2 separate regions of the Muntiacus reevesi genome follow, and region 1 is linked to region 2. Evidence: chromatin contacts called from public Hi-C data. All regions are on one chromosome and are shown on one strand. Each heading gives the region's core, a stretch centred on a gene start, on an enhancer-like site or on the middle of the called end of the contact. The rest is flanking DNA. Distances are from core to core; before and after follow the strand shown.

Evidence for each region. A called contact is a pair of places that touch in the nucleus more often than the background predicts.
Region 1: a Hi-C map of muscle shows a contact between it and region 2, with 7 times the contacts expected there. The contact joins the promoter of MSH6 here to the promoter of PPP1R21 in region 2. A contact is called at or near these places in 2 of 3 Hi-C or Micro-C datasets (blood and muscle).

Annotation. Positions count from the first base shown.
Region 1 is chr3:72,873,156-72,878,183 of mMunRee1.1, reverse strand. It overlaps MSH6 (mutS homolog 6), which reads left to right and starts at 3,449. Exons shown (of 10, transcript XM_065929313.1): 1 at 3,449-3,774. The coding sequence starts at 3,521.
Region 2 is chr3:72,285,856-72,290,251 of mMunRee1.1, reverse strand. It overlaps PPP1R21 (protein phosphatase 1 regulatory subunit 21), which reads left to right and starts at 1,552. Exons shown (of 22, transcript XM_065929303.1): 1 at 1,552-1,659. The coding sequence starts at 1,603.

The DNA.
Region 1 (5,028 bases), core at 2,200-4,699, 590 kb before region 2:
GGGAGGCATCTAACTGCCCTCCAAATTTTGACCCATAGTTATTACTGTTCTTATTAGTGATGAGGAAACAAGTTCAGAGAAGTAAAATCACTATTACCTGGCTGGTAGGTGAGGGTCAGAGGCCAGGTCTTGATTTAACCCAAGCACTGGCTCTTAACTTCTGTCCTATAACTAACTGGCTCATTCCTCTGAGTGTACATTTCCTTTTTATAAAACAAGAATAATATTAAGTTGAATCAAATGAAACAGAATTTTTATACTTTGCAGAAGGTTGAATTTGGAATACCCTGATAGTACAGTAGTTAGGATTTAATGACCTCACTGCTGAGGGCCTGGGATTCAATCCTTGGTGGGGTAATTAAGATCCCAGAAACAGTGCATGATGCAGCTAGAAAAGAAAAAAAAGGTTGAATATTAACAATTTTATATAGTACAATCTAATATAAGGTTGTTGTGAGGATGAAATAAAATAGAAAATGATGTTAAATTGCAGGCAATATAACATTTCTATTAATAACCAAGCCAATTGTGATCAGTTGTGTCTGACCCTTTGCAACACTTTGGACTGTAACCTGCCAGACTCAGAGCTCTGTCTACGAGATTTTTCAGACAAGAATACTGGATGGACTGCCATTTCCTCCTCCAGGGGACCTTCCTGACTTAGGGATCGAACCTGTGTTTCCTGCATCTCCTGCATTGCAGGCAGATTCTTTACCCACCGAGTCATTGGGGGAAGCCCCTATTAATAAAACAGGACTCTAGAAACTCTTTCTAGAATTTAAATTCCTACTCTACCCTTTTCTGGCTATTTGGTCTTGGGCCATCTAATCCATCTGCCCCTAAGTGTCTTCAGCCATAAAATGGAGACATGATACAAGTTCACAATCCCTATTACGCTAAAGCCTTTGGCTGTGTGGGTCACAACAAACTGTGGAAAATTCTTGAAGGGATAGGAATACAAGACCACCTTATCTGTCTCCTGAGAAAACTGCATGTAGGACAAGAAGCAACAGTTAGAAACTTACATTGAACAACTGATTGGTTCAAAATTGGGAAAGGAGTATATGTCAAGGCTGTATACTGTCAACCTGCTTATTTAACTTATAATGCAGAGTATACCATGCAAAATGCTGGGCTGGATGACTCACAAGCTGGCAGCAAGATTGACAGGAGAAATATAAATGACCTCAGGTATGCAGATGACACCACTTTAATGGCAGAAAGCAAAGAAGACTTTTTTTTTTTTTTGCAAAGAAGACTTGATGAGAGTGAAAGAGAGTGAAAAAGCTGGCTTAAAACTCAATACTGAAAAAACTAAGATCAGGGCACCCAGTCCCATCACTTTATGGCAGATAGATGGGGAAACAATGGAAACAGTGAGATACTTTATTTTGGGGGGCTCCAAAATCACTGCAGATGGTGACTGCAGCCATGAAATTAAAAGACGCTTACTCCTTGGAAGAAAAGCTATGACCAAGCTAGACAGCATATTAAAAAGCAGAGACATCCCTTTGCTGACAAAAACTATATTTTTCTACAGTAGTCATACACAGATGTGAGAGTTGGACCATAAAGAAGGCTGAGCACTGAAGAATTGATGCTTTTGAACTGTGGCCCTGGAGAAGACAATTGAGAGCCCCTTGGGACAGCAAGGAGATCAAACCAGTCAATACTGAAGGAAATCAAGCTTGAATATTCACTGGAAGGATGGATGCTGAAGCTCCAATACTTTGGCCACCTGATGTGAAGAGCTGACTTATTGGAAAAGACTGATGCTGGGAAAGATTGAAGGGAGGAAGAGAAGGGATGAGGATGAGGTGGTGGTGCTGCATCACCAACTCAATGGACATGAGTTTAAGCAAACGCCTGGAGATAGTGAAGTGTGGCATGTAGCAGTTCATGGGGTTGGAAAGTCATACACCACTTAGGGAGTGAACAACAATCCCAACTTGCAATTCTAAAATCCAAAAAGTTCTGAAAAATATTTTGTGGCAAACTCATTTGGTAGCAAATTTTGACCTGAGCTAAAGTGAGGCTATTTATAGTCTGTATTTATCCCACTGAGTGTGAATATGCATATGTTCTCCTGAAGGAATATGTATATATTAATTTATTTTGGCTGCACCAGGTCTTAGTTGTGGCATATGGGATCTTTCAGGTGCAGCGCGTGAACTCTTAGGTGCAGCAGGTGGGATCTAGTTCCCTAACCAGGGACTGAACCCACTCCCCTGCCTTACAAGTGCAATCTTAGCCCCTGGACCACCAGGGAAGTCCTTCTGCTGAAGGAATATTATATCTGACTTCAGGGTATTGCCTCAAGATTCTCTGAGGGTGTCCTGTATCATCCTCATGGAGGGATTAGTATTATTCCAAAGACTACTTCTGAAACAAAACTGACTTTATTACATGCCTAGGAAGGAGAACTGCAGGGCAGAACAGACTCCTGAACAAAGCAAAGAGCTGATCTTCGGGTGTTTGCACCAAAGCACAGCTGCTGTTGGTTGGGGCTGGTTTCTGGGATTCTGGATTCCATAGTTACTTATTCACAGTCTGGGATTAGGGCCAAAGACCTGTCAGTCTTCCAATTTCTTTAATTTGGAGAATAGGAATTTACTCACACCTTGTGACTTTTCTAAAACATGAAAAATCCTGCATTGTGAGACACACCTGGCCCAAGAGTTCAGATAAGGAACACTGGACCAGAAGTACTTAACTCACAGGTTACAGAGAGGATTTAATTAGTTAATCTATATAAAATGTTTGGATTTGATTGCTGCCCGGCAGAGGAAAGCCATGTAGGTGGTAAGACATCATAAACTCTTACAGGGCTTGCCACTTAGCATTCAATTGTAGAATATCAAGTACCTACTATGTGCAATGCTTTGCGAATAGAAAGTGAACATGAGACTTGATTTGCTGATTTAAGTCTGGAAGTCTGGATCTTTTTTTTTCTTCCGGTTCCTTGGGTATGGAATCTAACCGCAGGATTTTCACGCAGGCGCCAGCAGGCGTTTCTCGACAGGGGTCTCTTTCCGTGACCGTTGGGCTTACCCCCTTGCACTGTCTAGGCGGTGCACGCCCTCGGCACACACCGGCCCCTACGTGATCGCAGCTCCAGTGACTCTAGATTCCCTTTCCAATACGAACGCCTTTCCGAAGTGGGGAGGCCCGCAGCCGCGCAGGTTTTCTGTAGGTTGGGGTTTCCAGTCCTATCCAGCCTCGAGCCTCACCCGCCTAGGCGCGAGCGGATGCCAGCACCACGGGCTACTGCCCCGCGCAGCGGCGGGTGACCCCGCCCCTCCTCACGTCTCTTGGCGCCCGAGGGGGCGGGGCCGGACGCGCGCCGCCAGTGACGCCGCCCGCGCACGCCCAGGCGCCTGCCGATTGGCCGCTGGGGCCAGAGTTCCTCCCGTGGAGCGCACCTCCCCCCCAGATTTCCCGCCAGCAGGCCCCGCGCGGTAGATGCCTTGCCTGTAGTGGCTCGGTCCGACGGAGCGGTTGAGCCTCGGTCTCTGTGGCTATGTCGCGACAGAGCACGCTGTATAGCTTCTTCCCTAAGTCTCCAGCCGTGAATAATGCCAACAAAGCCCCCGTCAGAGCCTCAAGTGGAAGCAGTGCCGCCGCCGCTGCCACCCGGGCCTCCCCTTCCCCAGGCGGGGATGCGGCCTGGAGCGAGGCCGGGCCTGAGCCCCTAGCGGGTACCACGTCGCGGGCCGAGGCCAGGAACCTCAACGGAGGGCTGCGGAAGTCGGCCTCCCCTGCGGTCCCCGCCAGGTAGCGGCGTGGGGGGGGGGGGTGCAGGGAGGTGGCCTCGCGGGGCTAGGGTTGCGCGTCCAGGCCCTGGGCTCGGAGGAGGTGGGTCTGCTTGGAAGAGTGCAGGGAGCTTTGGGGGTGTAGCTTGTAAACAGGGTGCCAGGAAATCGGCCATTCCAGGAGAGGGGGTGGGAGGGGAGGGGAGGACGCGCTTAGTTCGGAGGTGGAGGAGGAGAAGTCCGCCAGGTGCGGGAGGAGGAGTGGAAGGTGCTTGGAGTAGGAAGGAGAAAGGGGAGAAGGGAGTACTGGGGGTGGGGCGGGAAGAAAAAGCTGGCCTGCGCGGCGCGCGGTGCGCCCTCTGGGCGAGGGAGGGGTGGCGCCTGCCCCGGGCGGGGGAGGGGTGGCAGGAAGGACGAATGCCTGCGGCAGGGATGGACGCCGGGAACCAGCAGGTTGTGGGGGCGCGGCGTGCTTCGAGTGGGATATCCGGAGGATGTTCCCCCATCAGAGCCGGGATGGCCCGTTTCGAGCCCGCTAGTTGCTCGAGGAACACCCTCGATGTTTGGATTAGAGCCTCGGACGCGAAGCCTCTGGCAGGGTGTGTGTGTGGGCTGTTGGGGTGGGTGAGTGTTACCTTCTGCGGTAATCTTGGGGCCTCCCTGGTGGCTAAGAAGGTGAAGAATCTGCCGGGAATGCGGGAGACCCCGGTTCGATCCCTGAATCGGGAAGATCCCCTAGAGAAGCGAATGGATACCCACTCCATTATTCTTGCCTGGAGAATTCCATGGAGAGAGGAACCTGGTGGGCTACAGTCCTTGGAGTTGCAAAAAGTCACGACTCTACTGAGCGACTGACACGGGGGGTGGACAGCAAGTTTAGAGCGCGGGGGTGTGTCAGCTGGTAAACCAAGGGGCCTGATTGGTCCGAGTTATCAGGGGCGGGGAGCAGAAAGTGCGGGGACCAAGCTGTGTCAACGTGTAGATAGATTGCATATGCATCAGAACAGATGGAAAGCTTAATTTAATGTTAATTTTGACACCTGGAAGTATTGTGCGAGTTGAAAATAATGTTAGTTTAAGAAATAGTGCATTTTTTTTTTTTTTTTTTTTTTTTTTGCCTCACCAGTGAAACTCTCGGGATCTAAGTTCGGGGACCAGGGATTGAACTTGGGCCATGGCAGTAACAACGCGGAATCCTAACCGATAGACCGAAAGCACTCCCCGAAATAGTGCATCTTTTGTTGGGGATTTCAGGGGAGGATGGGGGACTGTAATT
Region 2 (4,396 bases), core at 303-2,802:
AAACAACATTTTAAAAAGTTTGTAGTCCTTTTCTTACATTACAGTGGCTGAAAAGTGCATATACCAGCTCATGCTTTCACTTTAAAATTCCAGGCATACTCATAGTCAAACGTCAAACAGGAAAACTAGGAGGTATTTTTTTAATCATGGAAAAAATATCAAACGTTCTAAAATAACAATATAACTAACACCCCTTTCCCTACTACCTGGATAATAAATGTTAACTTCCAGTCACAGTCACTTGAAAAAATTAAATAAAAATAAAATTTATGCTTCTTTGTTCTTTCTCATTTCCCTTTCTTCGTTTTCTCACTAGAGGCAATCACAAGCCAGAATTAGACGTGTATCCTTCCAGTTCTTGTTTCTCTATTTTTAGTACACGTTCATGTGTCCATGAGCAGCACAAATGTTGCTTTATATTCCTCAAATGTATCTTTTCATGTTCTAGTATACTGCAATTTGCTTTTTACATTTCAGTGTTTTGTTATGTTGATAGACACAGATTCATGCAGATATATACAGATCTAGGTTATTAGTTTTATTAAACTGCGGTGCTGTAATTTATGGCAAACAAGTATCCTAAATTTATTTTTTATTCCTCTATGAACATTTCAATGTTGCAATAAATGCAATGCTTAGAATATCTAACATGTGAAACGTCCTCAAAACATATTTAATGAGCAAAGCGGCATAAAGTATTTCAGGCAGGCTATTATTTGCTTCAATTGTCCAGTTACGTTGTTAACGTCCACCCTATCTGCATGCGTGGCAGGGATCATTCCCTGAAATTTCCTAAAACCTTTTTACCCAATTCTCTGAGAAAACGCTCTGATGCAGTGCCAGTATGGGGGCAGGGCTGGGCGGGTGGAATGGGTAGAGAATGGACACAAAGACATCCCAACGTCAAAATATAAGACAAAGAAGGTTTGTCTGGAGCAGAACAGGGTGACAGAAGCGCGCTTTATAAATCTGGGGAGAGTTTACAATGCAGGCCATATCCGGGGCTACCATATCCGGATAGCAGGTAGCGGAATACAGAGGTCTTTCTCTCTGAGCACCTTCTGAAAGATGGAACCATCAAACGACAGGCGTTGCCATGGGAACCAGTAGGGGAGGACGGTGTGTTCGACCAGAATTCTTGATGCGCTTAGAATGTTTCTTCTTCCGGTCCTCGATTCTTCGCACCACCGCCCCTCTCCGCCGTCCCCCGCCCATTCTGTGGGCTCTTATCATTTTCTTCCCCTTTTAATGCTCTCCTTCCCTGTTCTGGGTCGCCATCTTGGACCATGAGTCAAGATGGCGCTCCCTGGTCCTAAAGGCAGAGCCCAGGAGCGCCAGCGATTCTGCGCGTGTACGTGCTCGGGCGCGGGAGGGCGGGGCGGTGACGTCAGACGTCGCCCCGCCCCCGGTGGTCGCTCCACCCCTGGCCCCACTCCTCCTTCCTCTCACCCGGCGAACCCGGAAGTGGAGGAGGAGGCGCGGCGGCGGTGGCAGAGCGGGCAGGAGCTGGTGGAGCCATACCCGGCAGCGTGTCTGGGGTTGGGGGCGGGGGGTGGGGCTGAGTGGCCTGGGCAGTCTGGCCTGGACAGGGCGGGGGAGGCCATGGCCTCGGCAGAGTTGCAGGGGAAGTACCAGAAGCTGGCTCAGGAGTACTCGAAGGTACCCGTCGTATGCGGGGAGTAGGGGGTCCCCGGTCCTGCGGCCTCGGGTTGCCTTGGCAGCGACTTGTCGGGACAGAGGGAGACGGTGGAGGGGGCACGCGAGCGCGCCCCTCCTGTCTCCTCCGCCTTCTGTATCTACCATTACCGCGCTTCCACCTGCAGTTCCCAGGAGATGGGGCCGGGCGGTGTCTGGTCAGTGTGCGTTTCTGCGGGAAGGAGCTGGAGTTTGATTCTTCCTTCTCACTGAACTAGCGGGCTTGGACAGGGATGTCAGAAATCCTGGCTTCCGCCTCTGGTGCTGGTCGGGAGGGGCAGGGAAAGGTGAGGACCATCGCTTTCCTGCTGCTTCCTCAGTTTTCCAGCCCGGCGATGGGAAGGATCAAGCTTTCTCCTTTGCCACAGGGATGATGTGAGGATAAAGAGATTTATCTGCCTCCCCCCGACCGCCCGCAATTAAATCTGAAGTGTGAATAGAGTCTTGCGTGTACGCTACTTCACCAGAGAGAGATGGTTACAAATGGATTCAGTGCTTTGGAAAGACGTTGTCTGAAAATGATTTTGAAAGCTGGAGTGCTAGGGCTGTGTCCTTTTCTCTTTTTCTTGGGTCGCCTGGAGTGGGGCAGAGCACCCAGAAGATGCTCAGGACATGTTGAATTAAGCAAAATAGTGACCTTTCCCTTTTGTCATATTTATGGCATCCGTCTGTTAAATGATGGGACCCTTTTCTTGGAAAAGGGCGTTGCTGCTTTTCTGGGTAGTGTGGTTCTGCCTCAAGAATATGCTAATGAAGTTCTCGAAGCAGAATCTCGCGTCTTTGAAAATAGATTCAGTAGTCATTAAACTTGGTTTTCAATGATCTTGGCATTCAAGGGAGCATGGGGAAGCTTAGACTCCTTTTTACTTTGGAGAAACCAAGACACACTTTAAAAATTTCATATAACAAATATGCAGCAAGGTGAAATGCATTGTTTTGTGAAAAATAAAACCTGTACCTAAACATACACACTTAAGTCTTCACAATCACATGGAAGCCTTTTGAGATTATTATGGCACTGTTATTCCAGTGGCGCTACTATTGGCAAGGGCTTCCCCAGTGGCTCAGAAGGTAAAGAATCCGCCTGCAGTGTGGGAGGCCTGGGTTGGGAAGATCCCCTGGAGGAGGGCATGGCAAGCCACTCCAGTGTTCTTGCCTGGAGAATCCCTATGGACAGAGGAGCCTGGCGGACTATAGTCCAAGGGGTCGCAAAGAGTCGGACAGACTGAGTGTCTTAAGTATGACCATTGGCAAGACTTCTGCATTTCCCTTTGAATTTGTCTCTAAGAGCCTCTGGCAAGATGTTAGTGATGACAAGTTTTTATCCTTTGAAGGCATTTTTTGTTTCTTTGTTTGAAAGGGCAAGAAATTATTTAGAACAAATCCATGTGATGAAGTGTGGTGGGTAGAGGATGGCAGCTCGCACACTTGGCTCTCCTATTTTGGGGTGAAAATGTTTCATGAGTATAAAGTAAGGGGATTGATTTCCTTTTCCGGAGAGTAAACAAGCTCAGAAGGCAATTCCAAATGGCAGAAGAGAGTTCTAGAAATATGTAGAGCGGTGACTGCACTGCTGAAATAACAGCCTCCCAAAAGTAGTGAAAACTTTGAAAAGATTTTATTCTTTTGGCTATGTAAGCTCTTTGGTTCAGCAGACAGTTATGTGCCACCTGTGAAGAGTCTGCCAGGCCCCATAGAGTGAGGCAGAATTCCACCTTAAGGAGAACCCTTTAATAGAATATTCAAATGTACTTAAAATTAATACAAGATGACAAGTGTTAGATCAGTGGGCGCACAGAAGAAATGGCAGGTAAGAGCAGAAGTTACTCAGTTGGGGAGTAATGGATAGGGAGGAAAGGATGGATGGTAGTATTCCAGGCAAAGGAGACAGTCTCTGCTGACTTGAAGACATGGTCAGATACATGACAGAGAGTGGTGAAGTATGGTTGGAGGGATAATTTGGACCCAATCATGAAGAGTTGTGGATGTCAAGTAAGAAGTTTGAACTTTGAATAAATGGAATAGACACTAAAGGTTTTCAAATGGGAGAGTGACATTGCTTTTGGAAAGATAACTGGTAGCTGTGTGGAAGATGACTGAAATGGGGAAAGACTGGTGAAAAGGAGACCAGACTGCGGGCTCCTTGAATAGCACCAGGGAGAGTTATATAGGATTAAATAAAGTTTGTGACTGTTAAGATGGAAAGGGCTTAAATTTAGGAATTATGGTTGACAAATATGGTTTAGCTTATCTGTTTTTTGAGTGCCTGCTTTGCACGTAGCCACAAACTTATGAAGGATATGGAAGTGTCAGGACACTCATCCTTGTGTCTCATTCATTCTGTGGGACGTCACGTGATGAGTGAGGGAAGACTTGAGAGTTGACTCTGAGATTAACCCATGGACTGCTCTGACGGAACACCACTGCCAACTGGCAGAGGAGGGTGGGTCAGAAGGCGCACCAGTTTGGAGTGAAGGTTAGATGTAATCATAGAATTATGGTTGGAAGGCATGCTGAGGCCATCTGATTCACATAGTAGGTTGAAGTAATGTTGGGGTCATTGTCGAAAATTTCTAGTGGAGACAGACTGGCTAAAAGTCAGGACAAAGGCCAGAACTTTTATTTATTTATTTTTTTCATTTATTTTTATTAGTTGGAGGCTAATTACTTTACAATATTGTAGTGGTTTTTGCCATATATT